Regions from separate parts of the Sus scrofa genome. Here region 1 is linked to region 2. A link is a contact called in public Hi-C data. All regions are on one chromosome and are shown on one strand. The core of a region is the stretch at or near the end of the contact, and the rest is flanking DNA. Distances in the headings are between cores, read along the strand shown.

Evidence for each region. Hi-C and Micro-C count contacts between places; a contact is called where the count stands out from the background.
Region 1: a Hi-C map of liver shows a contact between it and region 2, with 4 times the contacts expected there. The contact joins the promoter of OTUD7B here to the promoter of GABPB2 in region 2. A contact is called at or near these places in 1 of 47 Hi-C or Micro-C datasets (liver) and 1 of 2 datasets of contacts at active chromatin or transcription factors (alveolar macrophages).

Annotation. Positions count from the first base shown.
Region 1 is chr4:99,050,660-99,057,021 of Sscrofa11.1, forward strand. It overlaps OTUD7B (OTU domain-containing protein 7B), which reads left to right and starts at 3,767. Exons shown (of 12, transcript XM_001925669.7): 1 at 3,767-4,081.
Region 2 is chr4:98,160,026-98,166,474 of Sscrofa11.1, forward strand. It overlaps GABPB2 (GA-binding protein subunit beta-2), which reads right to left and starts at 3,930. Exons shown (of 9, transcript XM_005663482.3): 1 at 3,583-3,930. It overlaps MLLT11 (myeloid/lymphoid or mixed-lineage leukemia; translocated to, 11), which reads right to left. Exons shown (of 2, transcript NM_001244607.1): 2 at 5,965-6,449.

The sequences.
Region 1 (6,362 bases), core at 2,517-5,016, 890 kb after region 2:
GATCCTTGGCCTCGCTCAGTGGGTTGAGAATCTGGCGTTGCCGGGAGTTCCCGTCGTGGCACAGTGGTTAACGAATCCGACTAGGAACCATGAGGTTGCGGGTTCAATCTCTGGCCTTGCTCAGTGGGTTAAGGATCTGGCGTTGCTGTGAGCTGTGGTGTAGGTCGCAGACTCGCTCGGATCCCGAGTTTGCTGTGGCTCTGGCGTTGTCGGGAGCTGCAGTGTGTCGCAGATGTGGCTCAGATCCAGCGTTGCTGTGGCTGTGGTGCAGGCTGGCAGCTGCAGCTCCGATTTGACCCCTAGCCTGGGAACTTCCATATGCCGCAGGTGTGGCTCTAAAAAGCAAAAGCAAAAGAAAATTACATTCCTTTGTTTAATTAATGTATTTGTCATTTTTCTGTCAGATATTTGAGATATTTCCAGTTTGGGCCTATTATGAATAATCCTGTTAGGAACATTCATAAAAGCTTTTTGTGGACATCCATTTTTCTTTCTATTGAGTAAATACCTAGGAGTAGAATTGGTGGGTCATAGGATAGGAAAGTGTTTCACTTTATAAGAACTTGGAGAGTCTAAAATATATATATATATATATATATATATATATATATATATATATATATATTTATTTTTTTTTTATTTTATTTTTTTTGCTATTTCTTGGGCCGCTCCTGCGGCATATGGAGATTCCCAGGCTAGGGGTCCAATCGGAGCTGTAGCCATTGGCCTACGCCAGAGCCACAGCAACGCTGGATCCGAGCCCTGTCTGCGACCTACACCACAGCTCATGGCAACGCCAGATCGTCAACCCGCTGAGCAAGGGCAGGGACCGAACCCATAACCTCATGGTTCCTAGTCGGATTCGTTAACCACTACGCCATGACGGGAACTCCTAAAAAATGTTTTTAAAGAATAGATTCATGGTCCTCAGTCCCAAGACTTCTGAGTTAGTTGTCTGAGGTTTCTAGGCACATACAGCATATAGTTTTTAAAACTCCACAGAACCACTGGTCTAAATTATAGTGGTGATAGTGGAACGGAAGTTATTTTGGTTTGGTTTTCTTTTCTACCACAAAAGCATATAAATGCAAACAATTTGCTGTTTTTTTTTTTTTTTTTTCCTGGTTAGCTGCAAAATAGCTTTCTCTGAACGTTTCCCCCTACTCTATCCATTAGTCCCAGTGTTGAAATTATCTCTTCTTCTAGTTTCTCTGCCGAAAGGCAAAGCTCTTTTTTTTTTTTTCCTGATCTTGCCCAAAGCAAAGTGAAAGCTCTGGGAGCTCCTTGGAGCAGCCCTTAGAATTGCTAAAAATGAGTAAACAGAAACAGGCCTTTAGGGTGGAGAAGAACTTTGTACTGAATGACAGATGAGGGTGTGTGGCCCTGGGTACACCGGTAGGGTTTTCTCTGCTACTTTTACTTTCCTTCCTTACCATTCTTCTACCTGTGGGCAAAAAATAACCAGCTGTGTTCTGCCTTCTGACAATGACACTGGACAGCTACTTCTGAGCATTTGGAATAGTGACAGCCTGACTGGCTGCACATCACTACAGAAGAGTTTCCCGGTTTCTAGGCAGAGAAACTGACACAGAGGAATAGGGAGTCACTTAATGGATTAGGAGCTGGCTGAGCTGGGACCAGAACCCAGGTGGCCTGGCTCCCAGCCCAGCTGACCACACTGCTACCCACACAGCCTGCGCTGACCCAAAACAAGCAGCCCATTGAGCAACTGCACAAACAACAATGAGTGATGGATGGGCAGAGCAAGAAACAGGCACAAAGCAACTGCAACCCCATCACTTCCTGGCCCCTAAATTTCCAGGCAAGCCTGTAAAGTGTGGTCACTTAAATGGGTTTGACCGGCAACTTGGCCCAGCTTTCAAATTTGGAAACTTTTTGTAGTCACTGCCAAAAGTAAAAGTCTGCCTTGTACTGAGGATGGAGAGTGCCTTTGAACTCCATACCTGGTCCTAATCAGCCTGCAGTAGTGGAGTTAAAACTAAAAAGACATAGTTAATGGATGGGCATAACCTGGTCCTGGGACAGCCTTGGTGAAACAAGACAGTTTTAGATTTCTTTTTTTTTCTTCAATGTCCACACCTGTGGCATATGGGAGTTCCCGGGCCAGGGACTGAATTTGAGCTGGATCCTTTAACGCACTGCACAGGGCCAGGGATCAAACCCATACTTCTACGCCGATCTGAACCATTGCAGTCAGGTTCTTAATCCACTGCGCCACAGCAGGAACTCCAGCTTTGGATTTTTGAGGCTCCTTACCTGTGGGCTTTTCCTCTCACCTCAGACTTAGCTGGCAAGGGGTGGAAGTGATCAACAGAGTTTGGTGACAATTAATTTAGGTGATCAAGCCTCATTCTACTCCTCCTCAAATTTGCCACTGAACAATACCTAAAATTTGTAGTTCCCATATACTTGAAGCCCAGACCAAATGGCTCTGCCTGCCAACCCAGAGCATGCTTCCTGGGCATGCTTCATGCAAGGCACTCTTTCCTGCTGGGCCTTGGTATGACCCTAGGCCCAGCCCTAAATCCTTACCTCTAAACTCAGGATATTCCCAAGAGACATAGCTGTCTAGGAAGTTTCCTGTTTCAGATGTCAATTTTCTATCTTGAGCTGGGTAATTCTAAACGGCTTCCCTTTAGAAACTGAGGACTTCAGAATCTAATGAGGGGACAGAAAAGTTGACTATAATATTTGCTTTTAAATAGGCCTAAGGAGCACAATTTAGATAATAAACATTTTGAACATGCAAGCCAGTTGTCACAATGTTAGGAATATGAATTAAAATTTTGGATTTATTTGGTCAGATTATAGCAGGGACTGGTCCCATTTTGTGTTTGTCATAAAGAGGTATTAACGAAATGGCTCTTCTTACTTGAAACTGTCCACATTCTTCAAATCTTTATTCATTCAACAAATATGGGAGGTTTGCTGTGTGTCAGGCAAAGGTTATGTTCTCACAGTCATAGGTCTTTATAACCCACACAGCACTGATAAGAGTTCCGCCTTATGTAATAGTTTGATGCATTTTACTAAAGTGTTAAGATCCTTGATGCCTGGGATTTTGTCAATCATTTTTGTGTTCCCAATATCAATGAGCACAGTGCCTTGCACATAGTAGGGACTCAATTAGTATTTGAGAATTGAACTATGCTGCAAGGCTGTTAAAAGGCATTACCAAAAAAAGCACTACATAACTTGTTTTGATTGGGCTAAGAGTCTAAGGCAGAAATGTCAATAGGGTATCCTCGTTAGGCAAGTAAATAAATATTGAGTGTTTATAGGGAAAGGTATGTTCAGTTCATGAGTGGATGAAGCGTGCATAACTGGGTGGAGACGGGTCTGGAAGAAGCGTTGTTCATTTCCCTCTGGTCAGTCCAGAGTGATTGCGTAGAGTAACTAGAATTTCAGTCTTCTCTTTCTAAAGTATTCTCATCCCTCTCACCTTCCTAGAACTACCCCTCCTCTCTCTGCTTCCCAAAGGGCTGTGTCCAAACGACTCCACCTCAAAGTCTCGAGGGTATACCCTGTACCTCTCCAGCTCTGGTTCAAGAACTCTGCAGACCAGGGGCTTTGGGAACACGCGCCAGGAAAACACGGGGTCACGCTCCGGGCAAGCGCCAAACTGGCCTAGGCCGAGGGAGCGGCGCTAAGGGCGGGGCTCCCAAGGGGCGGGGCCGGGCGGGGCGAGGCGGGGCGCAGGAGGCCCGGGGCCGCTTGGGTGTCACCACCAACCCGCTCCGGCCGGAAACCGGCGTTTGTTTCCGGCCGGACGGCCGAAAACCAACGATCCTGAACCAGCCGCCGGAGTCAGAGTGGCGACCGAGTGTGGAGCAGGCAAAAAGCCACTGGGGGAGGCCAGTCCGGATCAGTCCCGTCTGGCTCCAGCTCCTGATCCTGTGCGGAGCAACAACCGCGGTCGCATTCTCCGCCGCCGCCTCCGACTCCATCGTCGTCGGGGGAGGGGCCGGCCGGACCCCGGGGTCACTGCCGTGGAATGAGGAGAGGCAGCCGGGCCCCGCGCTCCGCCCCGGCCTAGGGCCTTGCCCCGGGAGTCGCGAGGGTAACGGAGCCCCCCTCCCTGTCACCCTCCCCCGTCTGCCCCCGCCCCTCCCGCCTCTTCAGACTCCCAAACTCTGACCCTCTGATCGCCACGGTCCCTCTTCTCCTTTCTGATTATATTTCACCCAGAGCCTTCTCCTCTCGGCACCCCCTCCTCGCCCTTACTGTGCCTTGCTTCGTCCCAACCTTTCCCTCGTTACTCCTCCCTTTCACCTGCGTCCCGCGATCCAGCCCTCCTTCCCCATTCTTGGCCTCCCTTCCTCAACTGCTGGGCAGTTCGGACGGTCCTCCCTTATCAGCTAGACTTTCGGAGAGGGATGGTGGACTTTTAAGGTGGTTAGGAGTGCAGGCTACTACTCTCATAGTAGGATAAAGTTCATTTTAAAGTCTCAATATAAAAGTAGAATGAAAACAAGCTTGTTCTCCCTTAAGGATAGCCAAACTGAGGTGCGTCCAGTAATGGAGGAAGGGAGCGAAAAAGAAGTGTGTGTGTGTGTGTGTGTGTGTGTGTGTGTGAGTGTGAGAGGGAGGGAGGGAGAATGACTGATTCTACGGTAGGCTTATGAACTTTAGAAAAAAGAAAAGTTGCTGTGAGCCCGATGGAAACTTTAGAAGCTGATGATGAGTAAGCCGGGGGCTGCGTGATCTCACTCCTCTTCTCATAATTACTAGGTTAACGGTGTGGCTCTGGTCGGGATGGAATGGGATTTGTTTACTGGGCCGGCGTATTTTTAGCTTGTCGGCTCACAAGGAACAGCGCTCTGAGTCTCTCTCTTTCCCTCTTTCTTTCCCTCTCTCTTTTTTTCTAACCCCCTCTTTCCGTCTATGCCTTGGTAGTCTGTCTCTAGAACTTCGGTTGCTTCTCTGGGCAGAGTACAGATATAAAAATTAAGTTAAAAGAAACTGGTGAAATTTTATGTTGAGATTCTCCCGAGCTCTTCAGGGAGTTTTCATGAATGCAAAAACAAAAATTAGCAGGACTTTTCGTTTTAGTACATATATGCATAAAATACTTTTTAGAAAATATAGAAGCTGGTAATTGTTCAGTCTTTGGCTTCTCATACTTTGTATTTAGATCTTGGAGGACGCTGGCGCCCTTTGTCTTTCAACCTATTTCTAAAGTGAGAAAGGACAAAGTAGAGAGAAGAGGTAGTGGTAAGGCTAGTCCAAAAAGGTAGCTAATCTAAAAACCAGAAAATTTCCTTCCCAGTAAATGGGATTGTATTCCTGATGGGATGGAGAAGACAACAGGACGTACGCTGGGTGGTTAGGGAGAATGAGACTAGTAATTAAACATTTGCTTTGCATAATTTACAAATGAATACATTATAGGCAAACAATTATACTCTTTGTCCTCATTGTTCTTTGAGCCTTTCTTTTCAAGTTTAGTAATCAACCTGCTGTGCTAGTCTGTTGATATTTTGAAAGCTGAACAGTACTGTAAAATAAATGAAATGGTGTTGCTCATCTGGAAGCCGAATGCCAGTCTGTTCTAATTTCCACTAGCTACCCAGCATGCTTTGGAGCACCTCCCTGAGTTAGTGGCCAGTTACTATGTACTTAGAGATTACAAATGAATACAAATATTAGCTCATACTAGGAATAATTGAGAAGATAAATATGCTGAAAAGATATTCCAAAACTGAAATAGACTATTTTTTGATTTTTTTTTTCCATTTGGATTATCAGCACCTTTCTACCGATAATCATCCGTTAACATGAATAATTTAGAACTGAACAGATACACACTTTGGACATTACGTATTCAAGCAGGAAGGAAAGATGGAAGGAAGATAGTTTCCAAACTCCTACTATTTTTGTTGTTGTTGATGCTTGCTTTGACTTATCCCTTTCATTTAATGCCAAAGACTCCCTTGTGGGGAAAAAAAAAAGTAAACCTTTGCCAAAGAAAGGACTGTCTACTGACTTGTATAAGGCAGGCTGACCAGTAATGAATGTTAAATGTTAGTTGGACTTTGGTGTAGTTATGTTGCCAGCAGCTTGGAAATTCTCCTGAAGCTTTATTTCCTTAATCTTTTTCTTTTGGGATCCCAGAGTCTGTTGACTGTCGATAATTATTTTAATTTGTGAGTTGGTTGGTGCCAATATTAGTGATGATATCTAGCAAATTCTGTTTATATTTGTATTTAGCAACTTTCCCTAGTTGAACTACGTATGTTATTCCAGGGGTTGGGGGTGGGTATGGGAATTGAAGGAGTGAATAAAATCTAAGAATAAGTGTAGGGCAGCCCAATAACCCACCACTAGTTCCAGTTCTCAGA
Region 2 (6,449 bases), core at 2,680-5,179:
GGCCATCAAAAGCCTTATTTCTTTTTTTTTTTTGTCTTTTTTTTTTTTTTTTTTTTTTTGTCTTTTTGCCATTTCTTGGGCCGCTCCCGCGGCATATGGAGGTTCCCAGGCTAGGGGTCCAATTGGAGCGGTAGCCACTGGCCTACGCCAGAGCCACAGCAACGCGGGATCCGAGCCGAGTCTGCAACCTACACCACAGTTCACGGCAACGCCGGATCCTTAACCCACTGAGCAAGGGCAGGGACCGAACCCGCAACCTCATGGTTCCTAGTCGGATTCGTTAACCACTGCACCACGATGGGAACTCAAAAGCCTTATTTCTTACCATACAAAGATATCGTAGTTAGGAGTTCCCATTGTGGTGCAGCAGAAACGAATCCGACTAGGAACCATGAGGTTATGAGTTTGATCCCTGGCCTCGCTCAGTGGGTTAAGGATCTGGCATGGCTGTGAGCAGTGGTGTAGGTCGAAGACCAGGCTCGGATCTGGTGTTGCTGTGGCTGTGGTTGTGGTATGGGCTGGCAGCTGTAGCTCTGATTCAACCCCTAGCCTGGGAACCTGCATATGTCACGGGTGCGGCCCTCAAAAAAAAAAAAAAAAAAGATATTGTAGTTAAACTTTGGGATTAGAATGTAAACAGGCTGTTACATTAATTATCTAACATAAAAAAAAGTCTCATAGAAATGTGTTCTTCAAGGTTGTTTTCTCCCCCTATTCTCACTCTTTTTTTTTTAGTTAATCTGAAGCATCTATGTTAAACAAAAAAAAGTATACTTTTTTGGGGGGAGGATCTTTTTTTGTCTTTTTAGGGCCACACTCTTGGTGTATGGTGGTACCCAGGCTAGGGGCTGAAATGGCGCTTTAGCCGTCAGCCTATGCCACAGCCACAGCATCACCAGATCTGAGCTGCATCTGTGACCTACACCACAGCTCACAGCAACCCCGGATCCTTAACCCACTGAGTGAGGCCAGGGATCAAACCTGGGTCCTCATGGATGCCAGAGTTTGCTAACCGCTGAGCCACAACGGGAACTCCCTAAAATGTATTTTTAAAATAACTGGATTTGGGGCGCACTATGTGCCGTTCTATCATATACTATGACAACACTGGCATTATCTACCAGATAAGAAATGCAGCCTAGGAATAAGCATGTCTGGCCTCCTTGATTACTAAAAACATTCTCCCTTACTGGATGCACCTCCACTTTCCCTACACACAAAGAGAAGAAACAAAAATCTCATCTAATTTGCCTCCTAGAATACTGGAGATGAATAAAAAAACAGAACCCACACCCTTTCCCAAACCAGCACCCAAGAATTTTCAATAACATGTTTTAATAATTGATGGAGTGCTTGAGCTCTTGACCACAAAGTACTCTATTATCAGAAAGTACTTCCATTCTTTTTTTGTTTGTTTTGTCTTTTTGCCTTTTCTAGGGCTGCTCCTGCAGCATATGGAGATTCCCAGGCTAAGGGTCTAATCGGAGCCGTAGCCACCGGCCTACACCACAGCCACAGCAATGCCAGATCCAAGCTGTGTTTGCAGTCTACACCACAGCTCTCGGCAATGCCAGATCCTGATGGAGGCCAGGGATCGAACCCACATCCTCATGGATGCTAGTTGGGTTCGCTAACAACTGAGCCACGACGGGAACTCCCTCCATAGATGTTTTTAAAAAGAGATGAAAAGTCTACAAATAAATGCTGGAGAGGATGTGGAGAAAATCAGGCTCTCTTACACACTTAGTGAGAGTGTAAACTGGTGCAGCCACTACGAAAAAGAGTATGGAGATTTCTAAAAAAAACTAATAGAGTTGCTATATGATCCAGCAATCTCACTCCTGGGCATATACCCAGAAAAAACCATAATTCAGAAAGATAGAGAGTTCCTGCTGTGGTGCAGTGGGTTATGGATCCAGTGTTGCTGCAACTTTGGCATAGGTCACAGCTGCAGCTCAGATTCAATCCCTGGCCCAGGAACTTCCATAAGCTGCAGATGTGGCCAAAGAAAAAAAATTTTGAAAAGATGTTTGCACCAGCATGTTCACAGCAGCACTATTTCCAAAACCCAAGACATGGAAACAAACTAAATGTCCGTCAACAAATGAATGGATAACAATGTAGCGCACACACACACACAATGGAATATTACTCAGTCATCCAAAAGATGCCATTTGCAGAAATAATGCCATTTGCAGCAAAATGGATGGAGATCATCATACTTGGTGAATTAAGTCAGAAAGATAAAGACAAGTACCATATGCTACCAAGTATGTAGAATCTAAAATACGACACAAATCAACAGGAACTACAGAAGTTCCCTGGTGATGCAGTAGCTTAAGTATCTGGTGTTGCTGCAGCTTTGGCACAGGCCAGTGCAGGTTTGATCCCTAGCTGGGGAACTATTGCATGCCATGAGTGCTAGGGGGTGGGGGGAACCCAAAAAGCAAAAAACGTATTTATAAAACAAAAACAGACTCACAGACATAGAGAACAGAATTGCGGATTCCAAGGGGGCTAAGGGATGGGAGAGAGAAGGACTGAGAGTTTGGGATTAGCAGATGCAGACTAATATATACAGAATGGATAAATAGCAGGATCCTACCCTGTAGCACAGGGAACTGTAATCAATTTCCTCTGATAAACCATAACGGAAAATAACACGAAAAAGAATATATTTCTGGCACAGAGGGTTAAGGATCCCCCGTTGTCACTGCAGCAGCTTGGGTCATTGCTGTGGTGTGGCTTCGATCCCTGGCCAGGGAACTTCCGCATGACATTTTGATTTTAAAAATTAAAAACAAAAAGAGTTGAGAGAGAAAAGTCCTTCTGGTAAGAGGGAGAGGAATGGGATGATGTCTGCTCACTCAAGGAAATCTATGAGATTATCACAATATTATAAGCAACAAGACTTCAATAAACTAAAAAATAAGGAAAAAAAATCTGTGAGAATAGGAGAAAGCTAATGGCAAGGAGAAATGAAATCGAAGAACTCATGATTTGCCAACCTTTTTTCCTTTTTCTATTGCACACGTCCCCACTGGGCCGCCAGCTGTACAAACAACCCTGCAAGAACTGGAGGCGGGGCCCTTGCTGCTATTTCTCAGTTTACTGAGCTCACTAATAATCTTAAGGCTAACACTCGGGTCAGAGAATTAGAATCTCCGTTTTCTCATCTATCACAACTCCCCCAGCGCCTCAGCAATGTTCAGTCTTTCTGGAAGAGTCAACTTGTGGCAGGGAGCCAAGGTCTCAGCCTAGAGGGCCACCCCCGGATCGGGCTCCGCGCTGCCCCCTAGTGGTCACCTCTGTGGCCTTGCCTTCCCTCGGTCCGGCTCCCCAGCCCCAGGTCTTACACCCACCCCCTTCTTCACCTCCTCCTAGTCCCCTCCCCTTCCTCCCGGCAGCATCCCCTTCCTCTTCGTCCCCTTCCCCCAGCTAACCCCGTTCCAGTGAAGGGGCGCCGCTCTGTCTGCACCCAGAGGTCCGGGGCTGGGCTAGGAGGCGGTGCAACTTCTCAAGGCAGTCTTCCTTCCAGCCCTGACGCCCCCCAGAGCCCAGACATCTCTCCTCCCTCCTTACCTCCTCGTCCGGGACGCTGCCGGCTGTGCTTTCGCCGAGCCCGCCAGTTTGGTCCTGTTTCCTTCTCTAGTTAAAGCTCCCTGTCAATGATGGTTACTTTTTGGCCTTTTCATATATACATATTTTGGGGGCCTTTAACCCCCCCTCGTGGAGAAATGGAGGCTGCAAAATGGCGGACCCGGAAGTGAAGACGGCGAATATAATTTCTGGCGGAAGAATCTGTGAAGAGAATGTGGTTAGAAAATCCACATTTGCACTCGAACAGAAGGGTGATGCACCCCTGAGGCTCATTTTCTATTCTCCGAAAGTCTTTTGAGGTGAAGTAGTGCGTATCTATGTTATCTCAGACGGGACTATTTAGCGAGGCGGAGGATTGTCGATTACGCGTCTTACGTGTCATATAGTTCCGGTAGGGGACGGACCTGATGGTTTGTTTTGGCGCCAAGAATCCCGGCGAACCACTGAGAGAAACTGATCTCTGCCTTGGGTTTGCATTTAGCTAGAAGCAACCAGTTTAGGGGCCAGTTTAAGGTTGAAGAGGAAACTGTTTCTCTGTCTCAACCTCGGGCGAAGATGTTTGGGACGTTGCCTGGATTTGTGCGTGAATTGAGCTCTGGTGCCCGACGGACACATTTCTAATTACAGCCTAGAGGTAAAGAGCCTAGAGCCGAGCTGTCAACTCAATGAAACAGATATCGGAGTCTTGTTTGAGGGGGTTGGAGGTGCTGAAAGGGGATGGAACGGGAGTTTGCAAATCCAGTTAGCCACTTTGTTTACCAAACAGTTGATTCCTGTCTGCACCCACCTTTCGCCGTAAGCTGAAGGACAGCGACAAGTTGGGAAAGAAGACCTTCAAAAATAGGTAGACATAGAAAAGGACAGATCACTGCTCCATTTTGTATTCGATTTTGGCTTTTGTCGTTGATGATGGGCCTTTCAAACCCTATGGGGAAGATTTACATGGTTCCCCTCTTTTCTGGATTTCTCTAGATCCTCTTGTTTTTTTGGTTTTTTTTTTTTTTTTTTTTTTTTTTGCTATTTCTTGGGCCGCTCCCGCGGCATATGGAGGTTCCCAGGCTAGGGGTTGAATCGGAGCTGCAGCCACCGGCCTACGCCAGAGCCACAGCAACGCGGGACCCGAGCCGCGTCTGCAACCTACACCACAAGCTCACAGCAACGCCGGATCGTCTACCCACTGAGCAAGAGCAGGGACCGAACCCGCAACCTCATGGTACCTAGTCGGATCCGTTAACCACTGCGCCACGACGGGAACTCCCTCCTCTTGTTCTTTAAAGGACTTAGGGCATAATGTCCCAACTGGTATTTACGGCTTCCCTTTTTATTTGAAGGTCAAAATCTTATCTCATTCATGTTTACATCCTTAGGTTGTCTGGCTCAGTGCCTCATATAGTAGGTACCCATTAGCTATTTGTAAATCAGTACAAATTGTTTATTTTTTATCATTTTTTATTTTTTATTTTTTTTAATTTATTTTTTTCTATTTCTTGGGCCGCTCCTGCGGCATATGGAGGTTCCCAGGCTAGGGGTTGAATCGGAGCTGTAGCCACCGGCCTACGCCAGAGCCACAGCAACGCGGGATCCGAGCCGCGTCTGCAACCTACACCACAGCTCACGGCAACGCCGCCGGATCGTTAACCCACTGAGCAAGGGCAGGGACCGAACCCGCAACCTCATGGTTCCTGGTCGGATTCGTTAACCACTGCGCCACGACGGGAACTCCCCCAAATTGTTTATTTTTTAAATGAGGCAAGTTATAAATAAGCATATAACATATTTGGGTTAATTTGTTTCTTTTTGTAGGCACCTAGGCTGAGATGATGAACGGCAGACTTAATGCCACAGGTACCTCCTGAGGCATCTAGCATTATTACCTCAAATACTTCGTTATTGGGCAAGCACAAGAGTGGCTGGTTACAGCTTTCTCCCAAAACACTTTAAATAATTTTGAGTTGGAGTTGCCCTGTGGCTCAGCAGGGGACTAGTATTCATGAGGATGTGGGTTCAATCCCTGGCCTAGCTCAGTGGGCTAAAGATCCATTGTTCTGAGCTGCAGCGTTGTGGAGGATGTGGCTTGGATCCAGTGTTTCTGTGGCTGTGGTATAGGCCGGCAGCTCCAATTCGACCCCCAGCCTGAAAACTTCCTTATGCTGCTGGTGTGGTCTTAAGAAAAATAATAATAATTTTAAGTTGATTTCACCCTTTTTCTTGTCACCTATCTGTTCAACATAAAGTTCATCATTTTAATGTATAAAGGCTACTCAAATCCTTCTTCCTCAAAGTTAATATTAGATATTATGTATAAGCTGAACGTGGGCGCTCTGTACTGCTTCCCTTGTGGAGAGAGAACTAAGAGTCCAGTCCTGGGATTGAATGTCTTTATTAAAGAAGTGATTAAATGGCAACACAAATCACCAGAAGTAATTTTGGAAGGAGTGGGAACAAGGTGTAGGGTCAGAGTGTGATTGTTCATTTTATTGGTCTCAAGGTGGCTGAAGAACTATGCCTGAGGCCCATTGATCACTATTCTACACTGCAAATGCCAGAGAGCAAAACTAAAATACTAAGGACCAAACCCTGTGCCATTTAGAAACTGAATAAAACCCCACACAGTATCACAACAGTCAGCAAGATTGCATTTTAAGATATGAAATCCCAGTGATTTTCCTCAGCTAGAATTTTCAGCCCACAGCAGCAAAATTGTAAAGTGAGTAGGCTTGAAGAAGCATATATATTGTAACCCTTTTGAGAGCGGTAAGTATTTCTGAAGTGATTCATTGCTTTCCTCTATTGTCATCTCCCATGATGTATTTTTTTCCTCTTGTTTTATACCTTTAACTAGTTCCAAT